4 separate regions of the Mus musculus genome follow, and regions 1, 2 and 3 are each linked to region 4. The links are chromatin contacts, called in public promoter capture Hi-C maps. All regions are on one chromosome and are shown on one strand. The core of a region is the stretch at or near the end of the contact, and the rest is flanking DNA. Distances in the headings are between cores, read along the strand shown. Region 1 holds the start of Sox15 (SRY (sex determining region Y)-box 15). Region 2 holds the start of Rabep1 (rabaptin, RAB GTPase binding effector protein 1). Region 3 overlaps Scimp (SLP adaptor and CSK interacting membrane protein). Region 4 holds the start of Alox12 (arachidonate 12-lipoxygenase).

The links. Promoter capture Hi-C pulls out the DNA fragments that hold promoters and counts their contacts. Capture Hi-C pulls out chosen DNA fragments and counts their contacts.
Region 1: a contact with region 4 is called in a promoter capture Hi-C map of liver, with 2.9 times the contacts expected there. The contact joins the promoter of Sox15 here to the promoter of Alox12 in region 4. A contact is called at or near these places in 1 of 39 promoter capture datasets (neutrophils) and 1 of 9 other capture datasets (liver).
Region 2: a promoter capture Hi-C map of liver shows a contact between it and region 4, with 2.6 times the contacts expected there. The contact joins the promoter of Rabep1 here to the promoter of Alox12 in region 4. A contact is called at or near these places in 5 of 39 promoter capture datasets (embryonic stem cells, hippocampal neurons, liver and 1 more), 2 of 115 datasets of contacts at active chromatin or transcription factors (bone marrow-derived macrophages and pancreatic cancer cells) and 1 of 9 other capture datasets (liver).
Region 3: a promoter capture Hi-C map of hematopoietic stem and progenitor cells shows a contact between it and region 4, with 3 times the contacts expected there. The contact joins the enhancer-like site here to the promoter of Alox12 in region 4. A contact is called at or near these places in 7 of 39 promoter capture datasets (cranial neural crest, frontonasal cranial neural crest, hematopoietic stem and progenitor cells and 3 more), 1 of 15 datasets of contacts at CTCF or cohesin (large pre-B cells) and 1 of 115 datasets of contacts at active chromatin or transcription factors (T-cell acute lymphoblastic leukemia).

Annotation. Positions count from the first base shown.
Region 1 is chr11:69,651,548-69,656,619 of GRCm38.p6, forward strand. It overlaps Sox15 (SRY (sex determining region Y)-box 15), which reads left to right and starts at 3,490. Exons shown (of 2, transcript NM_009235.2): 1 at 3,490-4,352; 2 at 4,906-5,072. The coding sequence starts at 3,826. Fxr2 (fragile X mental retardation, autosomal homolog 2) reads left to right here. Exons shown (of 17, transcript NM_011814.2): 14 at 1-176; 15 at 431-526; 16 at 663-760; 17 at 1,057-1,750. The coding sequence ends at 1,152.
Region 2 is chr11:70,842,381-70,847,193 of GRCm38.p6, forward strand. Rabep1 (rabaptin, RAB GTPase binding effector protein 1) reads left to right here and starts at 2,381. Exons shown (of 18, transcript NM_019400.3): 1 at 2,381-2,628. The coding sequence starts at 2,595.
Region 3 is chr11:70,786,950-70,791,862 of GRCm38.p6, forward strand. Scimp (SLP adaptor and CSK interacting membrane protein) reads right to left here. Exons shown (of 5, transcript NM_001045526.2): 5 at 3,983-4,689. The coding sequence ends at 4,487. Among named protein-coding and RNA genes, the nearest start is that of Scimp, 23 kb to the right of the region's middle. Within about 2 kb of position 2,537, at least 82 of the 459 cell types and tissues checked have an H3K27ac peak or open chromatin away from gene starts, as enhancers often do. A contact at or near this core is called in hematopoietic stem and progenitor cells, where this site is marked.
Region 4 is chr11:70,252,712-70,257,690 of GRCm38.p6, forward strand. It overlaps Alox12 (arachidonate 12-lipoxygenase), which reads right to left and starts at 2,659. Exons shown (of 14, transcript NM_007440.5): 1 at 2,427-2,659; 2 at 1,698-1,899; 3 at 536-617; 4 at 300-422; 5 at 84-187. The coding sequence starts at 2,561. The region is part of intron 2 of Gm40191 (a long non-coding RNA gene); the gene reads left to right.

The DNA.
Region 1 (5,072 bases), core at 2,240-4,739, 600 kb before region 4:
TTACAGCCTCTTGGACACATCTGAACCAGAGCCTCCAGTTGATTCGGAGCCTGGTGAACCTCCTCCAGCAAGTGCCCGTCGTCGCCGTTCCCGCCGCCGCCGTACTGATGAAGACAGGACTGTCATGGACGGAGGCCTGGAGTCTGATGGTCCTAACATGACAGAGAATGGCCTGGGTGAGGGGCTAGCCTGGAGAATTCTTAGAGGTGTGATTAAGAATGAAGTATGGCCGGGCGTGGTGTTGCACGCCTTTATTCCCAGCACTTGGGAGGCAGAGGCAGGCAGATTTTTGAGTTCGAGGCCAGCCTGGTCTACAGAGCAAGTTCCAGGACAGCCAGGGCTATACAGAGAAACCCTGTCTGGAAAAACCAAAAAAAAAAAAAAAATGAAGTATGAGAGGGTGGGTGAATGACTCTTCTTTACTCCACAGAAGATGAATCAAGACCCCAGAGACGAAATCGCAGCCGCCGCCGCCGTAATCGTGGTAACCGGACTGATGGGTCCATCAGTGGAGACCGCCAACCAGGTCAGCTGACATACAGAATTGGAGCCTTTCTGGAACTAAGATGAAATGTCTCATTGGCTGGGAAACCAGGGTTGGATTCATTGGGAACCATGAAATCCCGAAGTTCCTGAAAGTCTTGATCCTGTGTCTTTCCTAGTGACTGTGGCTGACTATATCTCACGGGCAGAGTCTCAGAGCCGCCAGCGGCCCCTGGAACGCACGAAACCCTCAGAGGATTCTCTTTCAGGACAGAAGGTAGGCAATCAAGATACAGCCTACCCCACTTTGTTGTTGTTGTTTGTTTGTTTGTTTGGGGCAGGGACACAGAAAACTTTGCAAAGAAAGTTGAATTGACTGTATGTGATGGAGTTCAGGCTAAGCTGAGGGTAGAGCAGAGCCGGCACAAACAGAAGACAGGGCTGGTGGTGATTGAGCACAGGGGGGTGAGGGACCTGGCCTCCACGTGTGTCTGTAGTGAGAAGGAAGGCGTGCCTGCATCTGCTGTACTCATCAGCTGCTTCCTTTTTGTTTTCCTCCTGCTTCCTCTGTAGGGTGACTCTGTCAGCAAGCTTCCCAAGGGCCCCTCAGAGAATGGGGAGCTCTCTGCCCCCTTGGAGTTGGGTAGTTTGGTGAATGGAGTTTCATAAAACCTCCGGTCCACATCCCTCCTTTCTCCATCTCGCTTGCTGCCCACCACCATGGCCCTCATGGGTCCAACTGACCTGCGCTGGAGCTGCTCTTATCTACGGGGGAGGGGGGTGGCACAGCAGCTTGGGTCCCCCCCAACCTCCAGGAGCTAGTGGAGGGGTGTGTAACAGGGTCATACCCCTCCCTCTTGTCCACCCTACCCCCAGGGTGAGGGAGCCTCCCCTTCCCTTTCAGACTGGATGTGCCTTTATCCTCTAATGCCCCGACCTCTGAACACCCCCATTCTCCGCCTGTTGGTGGGGGTGCTCCTTGACCCACCCAGATTTGACAGTTCAGGGGGGCTCCCCTGCTATCCCTCCTCCCATCCTGTACCCCCCATTTCTGGGGCCTCATCACTGTGGAAGACGGGGATAGTGAGGGTATTCGTGGGTGGGAGGCATGGGGAAGGTTTTGGAATAGAACCAGGGGTATGTATGAAGGGGGGTGACAAGGTCTCCCAGGGGAGTTGGGAGGAAATAACCTTGTCTGGTGGATGAGAAGGCGTATTTATTTTTCACTGTACAGTATTTAAAAAGAGAATAAAAAAATCCAAATGGCCTTGTGTTTCCCATGTTGCCTTTGTCCCCAGTCTGGGCTGTTTAAATCTCTAGGGCTGACCGGCATTGGTCCCTGGCTCTCGTTCTATAGCCTTTATTATCAGCTCCTCGTTCTGTGTCAGGAAGATGATATTCTGGGAATGGCTGCATCCTTAATTCTCCGTGGCCAGAGGACCGTGCTTCAGACCTTGCTGTTTCTTCCCTCCCTTGGTTGTTGAGAGTTGGGCCACTCCTGAGCCCTGAGTCACAGGAGGATAGGCCAGGCTCCGTGAAGCTGGAGCTGTTCCTGGTAGAAGCTGAGAGTCTGAGCAGGCTGTTTAATCCGATTATCTGGGGCCTGGGGCACAGGCTGGGCCTTCAGCAGAGAGGAAAATAGGGTTTCCTCACCATAGCCTCTAGAACTCAGGAGGGCAGGTTGTATTTCTGGCCTGGTGTCACTCTAGCTCTAGAATCCATGTCACTGACCTCAGCTTTTAGGGGCCTCAAGGGTAAAGAGTAGTGACTATCGGAATTGGGAAGCGCCAGAGCTAGGTACAGTGCACTGCACTGTGGTGAACTGAACGTGATCCTCAGGAGGGTGTGCTGAATGCTTTCTCCCAGAAACCTTAGAATGGAGGAAATCGGGATTCTTAACTATGTAACTGCTGGGCAGTACTGGGCACACGCCTTTAATCCCAGAACTCTAGTCCGAGATAGAGGCAGGTGGATCGAGTGAGTTCAAGGGCAAGACAGGATTATTAGACTAAAGAAAGAAAGAAAAAAAAAATTCCGGTACCCAGGAGGCAGAGGTAGATGGATCTTGATCAAGTCCAGCCTAGTCTACACAAGGAGCAAGGAGTTCAGGCCAATCAGGGCTATATGCTGCACTCCCTGTCTCAAATAATTACACTTTAAAAAAAAAAGAAAAAAGGGATCAAAGGGGTAAAGAAACAGCTCAGCACTTAGGTAGATTTCTGAGTTCAAGGACAGCCAGGGCTACACAGAGAAACCCTGTCTCAAAAAACAAAAAAAAAAAAAAAACAAAAACCATAGCTCAGAAGGTTAGGTGCCCCCTGAGATCAGTCACGGAGATAGCCACTACCACCTCTCCACCTTGACCTGGGAAAGAGAACGGACTTGTGAAAGTTATCCTCTGACCTCTATATACAAAGTGGTGACACTTGTGCCCCACCCCATCCATAACCTTTTAAAAAATAGGAAGATTTTTAAAAAGTGTATCTGCAGGCCCAGAGGCATGTCCATGGTTTGGGCTTAAAGATGAAACTTGCAATACTCAGTGGCAATGGGGAACCTCAGGACTGGAAGTGGCTTTGAATGTTTTCATCTGCCTAGCACCTGCTGGAATGACTAAGAAAACAAAAATGGCCTTGAGTTTCTTTCCCCTGGGGCAGATCAGGGGTTTAAGGAGCAACAGACACCGGAAAAGGCTTTGATAGGGAGTGAGAGCTTCTTAAATTCTCCGGGTTTGATCGACCCTGGGAGCCTTTGGTTCCCCTTCTTGGGAAGGAAGTTACTTTAAATTGCTGGTGCTTGAGAATTGAGACAATTTTTAGGCCTGCCGTCCAGGCCTCCGGTGGAACGTTAGGGGGGTGTGGTGCCCTAGGGGGAGGTGTAAGGACTGGGAAGAACAAGACGCCTGGGTTTGCAGAAAGAAGAGGGGTGGAGAGAACCGCACAGCCACTGGGAGGGGTCTGGGGAGGAGTCAGCCTTTTAGAGGCTGAGTACAGGTGGGAAAGGCCTGTAGCACCTGGGTGCACTCCTGGCAGCTGTTGGGACTTTGTGGAGACCAAGAGCTGCACGCTTGAAACTGCAGTTTCAACAGAAGAACCCTGTCTCGCTGAAGCAGAGGGTAGAAAGAGCGACTGGTAGACCTGAGAGAACACTACCTCTCCGGTAAAGGGCTCCAGACAAGGATTCTAAATTCAGCTTCCCAGAGGTGACAATCGATCGCTGGGAGCAAAGTTTGGATTCAAGCGCTCTGGAAGATACTTAAGTACCCAAATATTCCTAGTCCAGTCTTCGCTCTGGGAGAAGGGCATTCAAGACGCCCTCTCAAAGAGGCTTCACCTCCAACCCATGGCGCTGACCAGCTCCTCACAAGCAGAGACTTGGAGCCTGCATCCTCGGGCTTCCACGGCCTCTTTGCCTTTAGGACCCCAGGAGCAGGAGGCCGGCGGGAGCCCTGGAGCGTCTGGGGGACTTCCGCTGGAGAAGGTGAAGCGGCCCATGAACGCCTTCATGGTGTGGAGCTCTGTTCAGCGCCGCCAGATGGCGCAGCAGAACCCCAAGATGCACAACTCTGAGATCTCCAAGCGCTTGGGCGCTCAGTGGAAGCTGCTGGGCGATGAAGAGAAGCGACCCTTCGTGGAGGAGGCTAAGCGTCTTCGTGCCCGCCACCTCCGCGACTATCCCGACTACAAGTACCGACCCCGGCGTAAGAGCAAAAACTCGAGCACCGGGTCTGTCCCCTTTAGCCAAGAAGGAGGTGGCCTGGCATGTGGTGGCTCACACTGGGGGCCAGGGTACACAACTACCCAAGGGAGCAGAGGCTTTGGGTACCAGCCCCCCAACTATTCGACAGCCTACCTGCCTGGCAGTTACACGTGAGTGCCTAATTGTGTCCATCTGTCTGTTCCATGCTTCCCACACGACCCCCTTCCTTGAGAGCTGGGTGGGAACAGAGGCCAGAGTGCCAAGTTAAACCCAAATCCACCCAAGCAGAAGCTACACCAGGCTGAGGGCCCAGAGTTCAGGATAGTGGCTGTTCCATCTCAACTAATGTGTCCTACCTCTGCCTTTTGGATGGCAGTTTCTCCTTGTGGCTGGCCCTTGTGTGACCCATCTTCCTCTCCCAGCCCTGGGGGCAAGGAGAGACCAAGCCCATCCTGTTGCTCCTTCCTGGCCTGCTGCCCCAGGAGGCAAACAGCCGTGCAGCACGCAAGCCGCCTGCTGAGCATGCCCCAACAGAACTACCTTGTTCTTTAAGTCACCCTAGGGTCCCATTCCATGCCTGCTGTACCCAGCAAGGCTGGCTGAATGGCAAGCTCTAACCCTGTCTGCTGCAAACTGGTCAGACCAGTCCCCCACGAAGAGTTGAGGACACTGCCCAATCGATTCAAGAAGACTAACCTCCAGACCCCATGTTTCTTTTTACAGCTCTTCCCACTGCAGACCGGAGGCCCCCTTACCATGCACCTTCCCTCAGAGTGATCCCAGGCTCCAGGGGGAGCTAAGACCCTCTTTCTCCCCTTACCTATCCCCAGACTCTTCCACTCCATATAATACTTCCCTTGCTGGAGCCCCCATGCCAGTAACCCACCTTT
Region 2 (4,813 bases), core at 1,131-3,630, 590 kb after region 4:
CAAATTTAAATGTCAGATGTAGTCGTGTATACCTGTACTCACCATACTCAGGAGGGTGAGAGTTTGGGGCCAGCCTGGGCTACAGTTTTGCTGTCTCAAAACTAAAACCAAACAAGACAAAACAAAATCATCTCTGTTGATGAATATGTGGGCCATTTATTTGCTGTATAATGAAATATACTGCTGTAAATATTCTTGTGTATGTCTTATCTTTCACATACAATCTAATTGACAAGTAATTATTTCATGTTTTATTTCTTGATTTCCTTCAGAATGAGAATTACAACTTCTGTAGCTAATGAAGGCTTTGAGCATACGTTAGTTTTCTCTAGTACATATCTAGGAATGGCATCTGGTTGTTGGGTCTTAGGGTTTACATAAAAAATATGAAATGGGACTGGGGTATAGCTCAGTTGGTAGAGCACTTGCCTAGAAGGCACAAAGTTCTGGATTTGTAATCCTAGCATTTGGGAGGTAGGAGAATCAGGAATTCAAAGTTAGCTTGGGCTACATGAGAACCTGTCTTAAAAAAAAAAATTAAATGAATATGAAAATGTATATAATTCTGGTACTCTTTGCTTATTTCAAAATGGCCTTTCCAACTTTTGACATAGGGGCCTCTGAGAGTCCCTACCAGATGTGTGATCATTTCTGAGTGACCTTGGTCTTGAGGACCGGGTTGCAATCCTGATTACCAATGGCAATAAGTACGGTATACAGTCAGTGGAAGGAGTCCCATCTGTGGAGGACATCGCCATCTGCTATCTTTATGGCTCCTGCTTCCTATTCAGTCATTGCAACAGGACAGATGATTACTGAGTGGCCCTACTGGGGCCAAAGGTCTCCCTGCTGAGCGAGGATTTGCTCACTCAGGAAGGTTAGAAACCAGGGGGAGGGTGGAAACAGGCTTCATTTGTTCTGTCAAAGGCATACCAGGAGATGTTAATTGCTTAAAAGTCTAAATATAACCCCCCTTCATCTTAGTGGGACCTCAGGCAAAAGTACAAACAGATGACTACCTATTTAAAATTATAAACCATTCCAAAGAACTGTGAACCTTACTAGAGCCTAGTCTTCTACTTTGACTAAAGTCAAACCATTAATGACTATTATGGTTTGAATGTAGGCATCTGCAGTGACTCTGGAGCAGACTTGAGCTTAGAACTTTTAGAATCAGAATAAATGAAGAAGAAAAAGAAAGAAAGAAAGAAAGAAAGAAAGAAAGAAAAAGAAAAAGTAGGACCTAGTAGTGGTCCAACCCTGAAATCTCAGCTTCTCAGGAGGATGAAGCAGGATTGCAGACTCAAGGCTAACCTGGGCCATTTAGGGAGAGGGTGTTTCAAAATTAAAAAAACAGAACAAGAACTATTGCTATAGCTGAGTAGTGGAGTGCTTGCCTACTATGCTTAAGGTTAAATCCCCAGGACTGCAGGAGGGAGAAAAAAAGACTAGCATAGATCCCTGGCCTTTGGGGGTATGTGCACTTGAATAAGCTGGTGAGAGGAGCGTAAGCCCTGGCTGGGCTCCTGGTCTGTTGCTTGTCTTCCTTCTTTCCTCACCTGTCTTGCACCACGAAGGATCTGTGAACACACAGAGCAGCTCAAATGTGTAAGTGCTGTGCCACCTCCTCCAAATGCAGCTGCCCTCTGGCACGTTGAGAAACGTTTACACCCTGTCTTATAGAAAAATGAGAGACTACAGCTTCAGCTACCCAGGGAGGGAATTCTGGGCTCATAGGAAGGCAGGTGGACTTGGTCCTGAAGTGCCAGACTGTGTAGACCCCTTGCCCTAGGAAGGCAGCAAGGTCTGAATGAGGCTGGAAAGGAAAGTCTGGAGTCTCCGTATGGCTCTCTTGCCCAGGCAGAAGGGTGGCACTTTCTCCTGTCAAGAATGCAAGCACTGCGTCTGGCTGTATCTCCAACAGCTTCTCTGGGCTGATCACGTTAAAGTCAAACATAGTCGCTTAATGGAAAAAGTGCATTGGCTTGCACATCTGGGGACCAGACCAAGTTCTGGCCATAACAATTCTTCCTACTTTATATCCTCATTTAAACTTTTCTTAGCCGCTCTACTTTTCAAGGTTATGAGGTTAAGGGACTTTCTCAAGGACACACAACTAGGCAAAGTAGCGGCTGGGTTCGCGTGCACCCAGGGTCTCCTCACTCAGCTTGATATTTTTGTCTGTGTCCTGGGAGCCAAGAGCTTGCACAGTCTTCGTCTTTGCAGCCGCCAGTCTCCAACACCCATAGCTCTCTCATCAGCCTCCCTCTGGCTCCCAGGCCCCGGACCCCTCCTCCCTGGTCTCCCTCCCTCCTGAGGCCCCGCCCCTCCCTTAGGCCAGCGTCACGTGCCGTCCCATCCCCCCGCGCCTGCGCACTGCTTATTTCCCGCTGTCAGGATGAGGAGGCGGAGGTCGGCGCTCCGGTCCGTCTCTGCCCGAGGCTGTGGCGGCGCCGGCGGCTCCAGCCTTAGCGGTTCCTCCCTGGGCGGCGGTGGCCGCGGCTCGGTCGACGCCTCCTCCGCCAGCTGAGCCCGCGGCATCCCGGGACGCCGCTTCCCCGCCCATCCCCGTTCTCCGAGGCCGCCCACTGGCCATGGCGCAGCCGGGCCCGGCTCCCCAGCCTGACGGTGAGGCGCCCACCATGGCGGGCGCGGCCTGCCCGGCGCAGCGTCGTGGGGGCCCTTGGGGGCAGGAAGGGCACGCGCGCGGGCCCGGGGGTGACCCACGGACTGGAGGCGGGGGCGCGCGGGCGACGCGTGCTGGGGCAGCCGGGCTGGGGAGGGAGAGGGAGGCGCGCGCGGGCGGCCGCGGGGAAGGGCGTGGGGAGGCTGCAGGGAGGGAGCCGGCGGAGAGGAAGGTGCGGTGGGATCAGCACGTGGGTTCCTCGGGTGGGGAGGATGGAAATGGAGAGCATGTGCTATATTCCTTAAAGAAAACGCGAGCCCTCGCCTTGGTAGTGGCCGTGTGCCCTCTCGCCCCACCTCCGCTCCCGCCTCCTCAGGCCACGCTCCAGCGCTCTTTGCACCGGACTTGTAAAAGTAACTGTGATCCTAAGCATTGGGTAGCATTCTTTTGAGTGGTTGTGTTGCTTCATGGTAAGGCCGGGCTCATATCTTAGTCTCTTAGGGCCTCAGTTTCTGACGAACGAAGAGCGCTTGATTCATGTCTCTTTATCGAGAAAGATGGGCAAGTCTTGGGCCAGGCGATAAAGATGGCAACGTTCATCTGTAAAAGGATAGTTTAGTATTATTTCGAGAGTGTTAGGGATGAAAAGGTGCTCGAGTGGGCCGAAATCGAGGAGTCAATCGTCTTCTCCATTCCGTCTCTACCGTTCAAGCGATGGGGTCTCACTTTGTGGACCATGATGACCTGAAACTCCTGAGCTATCCTGCCTCAGTTTCCTGAGTAGCCAAGACTTAGACGTGCAGGACAGACTGTCTTAATAATGCTCATATTGGAAGAAAAAAAGGGCCTTGTTCTAAATAAGCCATGATGGTTATTAGAACCCTTTATGACCTTTAAACCGACTGAGCTCTGCCCCAGAGTTTTGACCACATTGTTTCAGGTGTTGTTGTCGTCAACCGGGAGTTATGTTTGGAAAGAATGTGCTCCGTCCTTGGCAAGATCTTACTGTATCTAGTTGGGAAAGTTCTTTCAGGTGTACTTTTCTAATTGGCTTTTGTGCTTAGCATCTTTACCTGTAAGTAGAATGTTGGGATGTGGTGGTTGGCTCAGGAGGTTCTTGGCCTTTTCCAAGAGTAGTCTCTTGAAATGATCTTTTGTGAAAACCTCTGTTTGTTCTTGCGGTAGGGGAACTGGAAACAATGTTATCAGATTTTGAGACTCTTGCTGCTCTCTGGGAAGTGTTCTCTAAAGATTGTTAGCCTCTAGTTTTGGGTTTTGTTAGTTGCCTAAGGGGTAATGTCCAGCCTAGACTTTAACTTGCTCGATGTTTCTATTCCAATAAAGAGAAGGGAGGTGTTTCTGGTGGGCTGTCAGGAAACAGGGATGTTTTTTGGACCTTCTTTTAACTCTCACCTTTTGTATTTGGTGTCAGGGAGGAAAACTTTACAAACCCTCCTTGTTACTGCAGACAGAGGCAGAATACAGAGAAAGCTCTGACTTCTGGTAGGTATGCTTAACTGGCTGCTGCCTTCCTTTGCTTTCCATGGACAACTCAGGTGACATGAGTCTGGACTCTTAATTTCCTGCCTCTTTCAATATATGAAATGGTCTTCCCTGCAAATAGGCAGAAGTGACTAAGCACTTCGCAGAAGCGAGGAAAACATTAGCTTTGAGGAATCTCATGTTCTTGCTATTCTCAGTGCAGGTTTACTTCCTATTTTTCAAAATTTAAGACTATGGAATGAGATTAAGTAAAATTTTTAAGTATACGTTAATGTAAATGGACAAAGGTATCTATCAGTTCATGAAAGGGGAGAGAATTTGGTATGTTTGAGTTCTTTGTGCCAATGTCTGCTTACAAGTTCATCTTGCGGAATTAATTGTTCTCTTTAGTTGAGTTCATATTGACAACTTTAATTAGAAGCGCACTTGAATTTTTTAGACCTGCTGAGTTAAAAAACAAAATTATTGGAAAATTCCTTTGCACCAGACCAACAGTAAAACATAACTGCTTCGTCCGCTTTCCCGTCATTTCAGAAGCAGTGCCGAATCTTTTTTCTTTTTGACATATTTTCTTTGTTTTTTTCATGAGGATATTAAGGCATATTAAGAGTAGATTTGTTGGGCAGTGGTGGCGCATGCCTTTAATCCCAGCACTTGGGAGGCAGAGGCAGGTGGATTTCTGAG
Region 3 (4,913 bases), core at 1,287-3,786, 530 kb after region 4:
ATGAACCGGAACCTCCAATGACCGAGAACCAAAATAAACTTTTTATCTTGACAAGTGTTTAGCTCAGGTATTTTGTTACAGTGATAGAAACCTGAGTAACACACACATAAGTCACCTTCTTACGGCTGCCCAGAGACTCAGACAAAATATGGTGCCGAGAAATGATGAGCTGTGCTTACCAAAGAATGTGGAAGTGTTTTGAAATACATGTTGGACAAAAACTGAATTACTGTTCACAGACCCTAAAGGGAAGTTCCCTGTATGGGCTCAGAAGAGACGAGTTACGGAGAAATCTCACACACCACGTGAGAGGCAATGGACAGGACAGCAGCGGAAAGAGGAACATCAAAGGGTATTCTGGTGGCTTCTCAGCTGGAAATGGGAAACAAGGAGCCTGGAAAGCAGAGGAAGGGCGAGCCCGTTATAAAGCCCATTCGTGTCTTGGCATTTTCGGAGGTTCTGAGCATTGATGAGGCCAGTTGGCGGATGGAGAGGAAAGTCCTGTGTGTTTGGCACTCTATCTTGACTGCTTGTAGAAAATGTAAAACAAACAAACAAACAAACAAAAACAGAAAAACAGAAGCAGAATTTAAAAGCCCGGAACATTCTCAGTCTATCCATATTGTAAAGAAAGAAAAAGCAAGTTCAGAAAACATCGAAGAGCCAGCCAGGGGACTGCTGATAGGAGGTTCACTCGGCTACTTGCTTAGGACACGGGGATACAACACAGAAGAAATCTTGAAGATCTTGGGACCCTTCCCAGACCAGAGTGGTTAAGCCCTGGGGGGTTAAATGGTTTCTGAGCTCTGTTTCCTGTATTATGATTCAGGGCTCTGTAGCCACCCAAGCAGAGGTTTAAGCTGTGGTCCAAGGCACAGCTCTGGCCACCAAATGGTACACCACGGATGCCTGCAAAGTGTCATTCCCCATGAATGGGAAGTGTAGTGTCTGTGGGCAAGAGTCCTTCCACCTCAGTTTCCAATGATGCCCCAGAGATATCCTCAAGGCCAGGCAGAGGAGCTGCATCAGGGAATGGATATCAGAGTGTCCTGTCTAAGGTACAGCCCAACACAGCCATGTAGAGAGAGAGGCCTTCCCAAGACTCCAGAATTGTACAGACACCAGTAGCTGCCTGAAAGACCAGTATATCCTACAAAGCCAAAGAGCTATAGAAGAATAGGAAGAACTCTTAACCATGGAGCCATCTCCCCAGTCCCTTAATTTTGTTTGTTTCATAAAGAAGACCAGACTGCAACTATTACCAAGGGCGCACCATGGAGGTACTGGAGAGATGACTCAGCAGTTATGAGCACTGACTTCCAGAGGTTCCGAGTTCAATCCCCACCAGCCACATGGAGGTCCACAGCTGTCTGTAGCTCCAGTCCCAGGGGACCTAACGCTGTCTTCTGAAGACACTGCACACATATGGTATGCATGCAGGCAAAACATCCATACATACAAAATAGATATAATTTTTAAAAAGGAGAAAACTATGGTTCTGTGATTTGAGGCATGAGTTTTCAAAACTGTTGAGGCAGCCATCCATGATCTGTTTCAAAATGATATGTCAGCACTATTGTGGTTACCATAGTTATCCAGGGAGTGAGCTCAGGATGGGCCCTACCTTCTTATTTCTGGACTCTTTTAAATCAGTGACTATGTAGCTGGTCACTTGGCTTGGGCTCTGCTGTGTGACTAGAATATACACTAAGGTCCTATGACGTCTTGATATGGTTAATGTTGTCACACAGATTGGCAGTAGAAAGCACAGTCTTAGTACATGAGCCTAGCTCAACTCACAACAAATTTATAAATGTCCAAAAACTTTTATTCTACTTTTTTGCTGGCAAATAAACTGGTTGTTATATTTCCCTGTGTGTTTGGCATTCAAAAATATATTTATTAAGTGCCTTCTGTGTGCGGGGGCTTATTATGGACACTGGGAAAATAGAAGCTCTCCCTTAAGGAGCCTCATATTCACATGGCTGCAACCCGGACTCATTTGAGAGAACAGCTTGAGAAAGGGTCTATCTCAGCTTGTGGTTCCAGTGAGTTCAGTTCATGGCTACCTGGCTTGTGTTTCTGGGCCCGTTGTGAGGCAGAACACGGAGGCCGTCTGAGTGCATAGGAGAAGTTTCTTCAGCACAGGGTAGCTAGGAAGCAGAAGGAAAGAGAGAAACAGACAAGAGAACCCCCAGGGCAGGACACAGCCCTTGACACACCCTGGCTACCGACTTCCTCCTGTTAGACCTCACCTTTTAATGTTTCTAGGCCCTCCCAAAATAGAACCACTAGCTGGACAACACATATCAACACATGGGCCTCCCAGTATAGGGAGAACAGAAAGTTTAGGGCCTGGAATTCATTCATTCATTCATCCATTCATTCATTCGATCATTGAGCATACTTACTGACCATCCTCAGCATGCTAGGAACAGGGAAAACAAGGAAGAAGAGAAGGCCTGTCTCTGCACTGGTGTTGCCTTTGTTCAACTGGAAATGAAAGTCACATGAGCAGATCGTTCCGGATATAAGAGTTATGAAGGGGAAGCACCTACAAAGGCCACCACCACATCGGGCCGGTGAGGAAAGCACAGTGCCTAAGATGCAAAGGAGGGGAGGAATATTGCGTATAGCAGGGACAAGAGAGACCACAGCAAAGGTACTTACAAGTAGAGGAAAAACACTGGGGAACATGGAGGTTGCCAGGAGGAGGTAGTGTGTGAAAAGTTAGCCAGTAATAAAATCCTGACAAATCTTGTAAGCCATATTTAAGAGTTTGGCCTCTGTCTGAGGCTAATAGGTAAAGATGAGCTTTTAGCAATGGGAAGAAGTATTCGGTTGCTCACTTTCAAAAATCACCAGCTGCCAATCAGTGTTTTGGAGTCTGAAATACCAGAGGCAGGACACTGGTTAGAGGTTCTTAAAGTTCTCTTTGGGAAGTGCTGGCCATGGGCTGACTGACCTCAGAGTGATGGAGACAGAGCTGATCTGACTGAGGCACAGTCAACAGGAGGTGGGGACACTGGCAATAAAGGATGCAAGAAAGGACCTAACTTCTGCCCTTAGCAAGGGAGGAAGTAATCTAGCACGAGAAGTCAGGGGTGGGGATGTGTCATCAGTTATCCATGGAATATGTTGAATTTGAGGATCCCGTGGGATAATCAGATGGAGGTGTCCTGCGGGCTCTGCAACCTGGAACTGGAAAAGAGGGGTTGAACTGGAGCCTGTGGTTGGGAAGTTGCTAGGGTAAAGGGGATGCTGAGCCCTGTGGTATTGGCAACATCACTCAGCAATGCTGAGAGGGAAAGAGGAAACAACAGCACCCCAGGAAAGATAGGATGGAAAAGTAAGGAATGACCACTAAAGATGTGATAGTGAAAGCTACAGAAGGGGCATTAAGCTCTGAACTCTCGTCTTGAGTACCCTGCTGGAGGGTGCTGGCTGGACACTTCCTGGGGCAATCTACTCTTCCTGGCACAGCCAACATACCCACTGCCAAAGAAAAGCTAGCTGGGGGCAGAAGTCAGAAGGCCACTTGAGTCCTCTGTTGATCATTAGAAATGGTGTCTGAAAACACAGGAAATAAACTTGTGTCAGAACTTGACTCTTTGATGGGTTTGGTCCACATTCTATAAATATCCTGGGGGTTGAGGTGTGAGTGGGTGGGGCAGCGTCACTTTCTCACCTTACAGACTCAAAGTGTCTGCGCATCACAAGAGCCCTCAGCTATAAAGACAAGTCATGGCTTCTAGGAGGTTCAGGGGTGGGTGGGGCCTGAGAGAAGGGAGACAGGCATCCTTAAGGTGTGGCCTACATAGGGATTGAGAGCTGGGAGGCTCCACACAATCAAACACCAAGACTATGATCCCTAGCAGTCTCTCAGCTTAGGGGTCTCAACCCCCTTAGGGGTCAAATATCAGATACCCTGAATATCAGATATTTACATTACAATTCGTAACAGTAGCAAAATTACAAGTATGAAGTAGCAACAAAATAATTTTATGGTTGAGGATCACCACAAATAAGGAATTGTATTGAAGGATCCCTGCATTAGGAAGGTTGAGAGTCACTGCCTTACAGCTACATTCACCCAGGGAACGAAAGAAAATGTTGAGAAATGAGTCAGTTCTCACAGGCCCAGTGGTCTGCACTAAGGAAACTTCCTCCACAAAGGTGCCAAGGCCACATCCTCAGAATCTTGGGGTAGAGCTTCTGCAGTGTCAGAAACATCAGGAGCATCTGGAGCAACAGGAGCATCTGGAGCAACAGAAACATCTGGAGCAACAGAAACATCTGGAGCAGCAGAAATATTTGGAGCAACAGAAACATCTGGAGCAGCAGAAACATCTGGAGCAACAGAAACATCTGGAGCCTCGGGAACATCAAGCTGTCCTGTCTTCTGCTGTAGCTTTCACATGGCTGAGGTGGCTTCCTCTGGGGATTAGGAAGTGCTTGTGTTATAATCCGGCTATTCTAGAGTATTCTAAAACGAGCTGTGTAAACCCACTTCAGCTTGCCAAAAAGGTGTGGTTTTAGAGTGCTGGGTTTCGGTGGTTGCTGGAATCTCAACATCATCATAATCATTTTCTGGCTCGGTGGAGCCCGAGATAGCAAAGACCTTCTTGTTCCTAACTTTCTTCACTGATGAGTACCAAGCTGAGGGTTGTCTTGGAGCTTCCTGTGGGGCTAAAGCACAGAAAAAGGTCGCTATACACAAGGCTACTCGGTACTGATGTATTTTTGACTGAGCTTTGAGCATATTACAGATCTTCCCACTTCCTGGGTGGCCAGTTCCCCATTTCACAGAGGAAAACCAGTCACAGACATGACACATGTCTCAGGATCACCCAAGTGCATGGATGAGAAATGTTGGGCAGATCTCTTGACTCTCACATCTCTGTTCTAAGACC
Region 4 (4,979 bases), core at 1,409-3,908:
ACATCTTAATTTGGCAAGGACCCATGGGGACCATGGATTGTAATGAAAAGGGGCCACTAGGGGGTTATGGGGAAACCACTGACCGGCCAAGGCACTCTTCTGGCCCCAGAAGATCTGATCAAAGTCTTCCAGATGGTTCCAGCTTCTCAGGAGGGTATAAACACGTTTGAGGCCCATTTCCAGAACCCTAGGATAGGTGTTAAGACATGAGCCCATCACCTGACCCTCAGCTCCTCACTGTCCACCTCCATTCGTGGATCTCCCAGACCCCATCCCATGAGCGTCCACCCTCTCCTTACCCCGCCTTCAACGTCCATTCAAAGTCCAGTCTCTTCTCCTCATGGAATCTCATATTTGGAGGAAGGTCATCCTTACAGTCCGCTGCTATTGTCTGAGGTAAGCCTTCTTTCCAGGTGGCCCAGCTACAAGTTGGGGACAACACTTCAGAGAGAGTGTTGAGATCAGTGATGGGTGCAGGGCAGGGAGAGGGAGGGGTGGGGGGGGCAGTTGGGAGGCCTCTAGGGAAAATGGTTACCAGTAGGTCTGTTGTCTTTCCTTCAGTTCCTTTTCTCGATACTTCTGGAAGACATCTAAGGCATTGTCTCCTGCCAGGCGGGCTGGGGAAAGTTACAATTAGCTACATGTTGTCTGGTTCTGAGCACTCTTCTGCTTGTCACCTACTCTCTCTTTGTAGCCAGAGTCTATGTTTTCTGCTGGGCTCCTTTGTCTTTATCTCCGGAGTTGCCTTGACTGATCCCTGAACACATTCATCGGGTTCTTGCTGGTTTGAGCTCACATTTCACTTCCTTCAGCCCACAATTTTCTCTTCCAGACCAGAATCCCATATCCTCCATGCTTTCCTGTTTCTTAAGCTCACAATCTCCTAATCTATTTCATCAATATCTAAAGTGGGGGTGGGGTGAGGGGAGAATCACGCTAATTAAGGTGATGAAATGTGGTGTCACCAACACCACACCTATAGCTACTTGTTGCTTTGGCTAATCTCACACCTTAAATTTCATCTGTTCACGTTCAGCGGTACTTTCATTTCCTGGCTTCGCCTCTGGAGCTGATCACTCTACAGCTACTGACTTGTCCTGGGTGCCGCCTCAGTGAAATCCACCTGTCTCCAAGTGTTCCCGCCCTTACCACCCTGGCTTTCACTTGCCTCTGCACTTCTCTTTCTCTGGTTTCCCATGGTAAAAATGTGAAGTTTTACGGGCTCTTTCGCATGCCTCCTCCTGCCAGGTGGTCCCCACCATCCAATCAAATCAGCCGACCAGCGGCCCTTCCTCGCGGCCCCGTTGCTCATTGGCCACCAGCTCTTGTTCTCTGAGCCCCTCACCTGTCCCTCTCCCCACGGGTTCCGAATCACAGTACTACTGTTTTCTTTACTTCTCCATTTGTGTCCCCGGCTCCATGACCTTCTTTCTATCTAGGAAAACAGAGTCTCCAGATCTCTTACTTCCCTCTTTAATTCATTTGCAACATCACTTATCCTGGGAAACACTTGGGGAATTCATAACTTCTCATTTCCTCACTTGCGCCCTAGAAACTCACTGTTCCGTTTCTGCCCACCCTTTCTCCAAGTTCTTTCCCTCTCCTCCTCTTTAGCCCTATTCCTCCACACCCTCGCCGCCAGCACTGCCCTTTCCCTCTTCGTCCACTCCCCCAGGGTAGGATGCTGCCCCGCTCACCTGTCCCCTCCGGGAGGCTCAGGATTCCCTCTCCCTGCACCCAGCGGTAGCAGGGAAACACGGCCTCTGCACTTGTCCCCGGCCCCTGAACTGTGATGAGGTTGCAGAACCAGGCGTCATCCACAACTGTGTGCTGTTTGTGCAGTTTCACAAACTGCAGTGGCCCCAAGTCCTCGGGAACGTCGAAGTCAAACTCCTCCTCCTGCGGGGACCACACTTAATAGAAGGGATTGGGAGAAGCCTTTCGGTGGCCGAGCCTCCCCTTTGTGGAGCCTCAGCTTACCGCAGCCGTCAAAGAACACACCTCGCCCCTGCTCTCCTTCCCTCTTCCACCCCTAACCTGTCTGGCGGGTCTAAGATGTCCCATTTCTGAGGGAAGACCAGCGTCTACAGCGCGCTGACCAGAGATTTGAGCAGATGATGACGATCATCGCCTGTCTCATCCCGTTCACTGAGCTCCCACCACACCGGAACTTGGAGGAGCTTCGACTGACCTCAAGTCCTGTATTTAAATCGGCTCTGGGGCTAAGAATGCAGGACTCAGAGGGCTGCCTGGGCTGGGGTGTGGGAAAGGAGACCACCCGGGGCCCGTAGTTGACATCACTCCCGGTGTCCCACCTCTACAAATCTCCATCGCGGTCTTACTGTCACAGACCCTAGTCTCCTGTCCCTTGCCATCCTCCTACTCTCTGCTTGGACAGTAGAGGGCCCCAGTTCTTGCTCACTGACCTTGCCCCGCGCTGGCCGCAGTTGCAGCTCCAGTTTCGCCTCCCGGTGCTCCCCAACCAGCCACAAACGCACTAGGTTGAGGGATCCGGAGAAGAGCCAGGCCCCAGTGACCACACGGACGCGGTAGCGGCCCATGGCTCCCTCTGGCCTCTCAGGAGGCGATCCAAGTTAAGTTCAATTCGAAGACCGCCCAGGGCCACCGTCGCCTCGGGGCCAGGTCCAAAACTTTAAAAAGATGGATCTGTGTCCCCGCCCTCACAACTCCTAGGCACTCCCAAGTCCCCGCCCCAGACTAGTCTGAACCTGCTAGCCCAGCCCAAGAACAGGCTTTGGGAAAGGGGTGTGCGTTTGGATCAGCTACAGTGGGAGCTAAGGAGGCCCTTCCCAAGGTCTCTGGGCTTTTAGGAGAACTTGCAAAGGGGTTGAAACCATTTTTCAAACGGAGGGAAAAGAAGTGTCTTTTCTGGGCTGAGAGGAATGCCTATAGCAGGTGAGCCTGGGAGGGCCTGGGGGATGCCCAGCTGCTAAAACCATCTGTGGTCCCCAAACACCCCCAGTCCCTGCTCTGTACTGCTTTTGAAGTCACCCCTTCAGTAAACCCCCAGGGATTCCCAGGCTGCCTTGAGCCTGAAAAGACAGCGTTTCCAGACTTAGAACCCCACCCCTGCCTTCTCCCCCACCCTCATGGTCTCCCACTCACCTGAACATAAGACTTTACGATTTCTTTTCCTTCCTTCCTTCCTTCCTTCCTTCCTTCCTTCCTTCCTTCCTTCTTTTCTCTCTTTCTCTCTTTAAAAAAAAAAGATTTACTTATTTTATGTATGTAAATACACTGTCACTGTCTTAGACACACCAGTAGAGGGCATCAGATCCCATTACAGATGGTTGTGAGCCACCATGTGGTTGCTGGGAACTGAACTCAGGACCTCTGGAAGAACAGTAAGCCCTTTTAACCGCTGAGCCATCTCTCCAGCTCCGACTTTAAGATTTCAAATACACAAAAGTGTCATGGGCCACGCATCTTGAGGGAGGCCAAGGACAGTGAATGATTTTGTCCAACCTCCTCCAGATCTCGGATGCAGAGTACCAGTCTGGGTAGGAGGGTGCAGTATAGAATCAGTTACAGTCCAGTGGGTGGGTTTCACGAGTTTATTTCTTCCAGGTAAGGAGAGTGAGCCTTTCTTTAGTGGAGCCCAGGTTGGATTTTCTTCCCAAGTTATCTCCTGGCCTTGGGTCTCAGAAAAGTAAAGTCATGAGCAGCGGTGAGAATGACACTTGGTTAGGGACCTTGTGAATAGTGGGAAACTTGTTCAGGACTCAGATTTTGTCACATGTACATGTCCCTAACTAGGTTCCTGTAAACTAAGATGTTCTAGTTTGGTGGCTAGGCCAGGGCCAGGAGGATCTGTTTTCTGGACCTAGGATGCTGCTGCTTGCAGGAAGGAAAAGTCTGAGACTTTCCAGGTCACACCTTCAGGCCTCCAAACCCTGGGCATGTCAGGTCCTTCGTGGGTTACTATTGCACACTCTCCAGGCCCATTCCTGCCTAGAAGTTCTGTGCTCTGGATTGGGTGTCTGTCAAGTGACAGCTCCCCCTCCTTTCAATGTTCCGGCGTCACTCTTTTCTCTACATCCCCTTGGTTCTCCACAGCAGGCCGTGGCCCTCTCCTCGTGCATTTTCGTGGGCCGTGTTTTGCCTTCTCAAGAGTTTGGTTTGTATCAACTAGATGATTCCTTAAGGTTACGTGTGTGTGTGTGTGTGTGTGTGTGTGTGTGTGACAGAGAGAGAGAGAGAGAGAGAGAGAGAGAGAGAATGAGAACACTAAGAAAAAGAACTGAACTTCTACACGAGCTTAATGACATGATGTGTTCAGACACTTAGACGCTTAGCACAATGTTTGACACAGAGCCCTCTGTGTATTAACTTATTATTATTCATGATGAAATATCATGAGTCCCTTTCCCATTTCTTACCACCTACTACTTCTTCAGTTTCTACCAGGATGTTCACTTCCAAGACCTGCTTCCCTCTTGCTTTTGTTTTTGTTTTTTGTTTTTGTTTTTCGAGACAGGGTTTCTCTGTGTAGCCCTGGCTGTCCTGAAACTCACTTTATAGACCAGGCTGGCCTCAAACTCAGAAATCCACCTGCCTCTGCCTCCCAAGTGCTGGGATTAAAGGCGTGCGCCACCACCGCCCAGCTTTTTGTTTTTTTGGTTTTTTGCACTTTTCAGTTTTTAAGCCCATGTAGTATATTGAGAAGATACATTTAATTCCTAATTGTTTTCTGTAGTGTTGAGTATTGAACTCAGGCCTAACATATTTCTGTCTCTGAGGAACTTGTATCAATCTGCAAACCTATACAAGCCTTGGGCCAGCTTCATTACTTGGAAACAGATATGAATTTACTTGTTTTCTGACACATGCTCTCAGATCTCTCTCTCTCTCTCTCTCTCTCTCTCTCTCTCTCTCTCTCTCTCTCTCTCTCTCTCTCATATCTGTCTATCCATCCATCTATCTGAATGAAAGAATTTTTACTATGTAGGCCAGGCTGG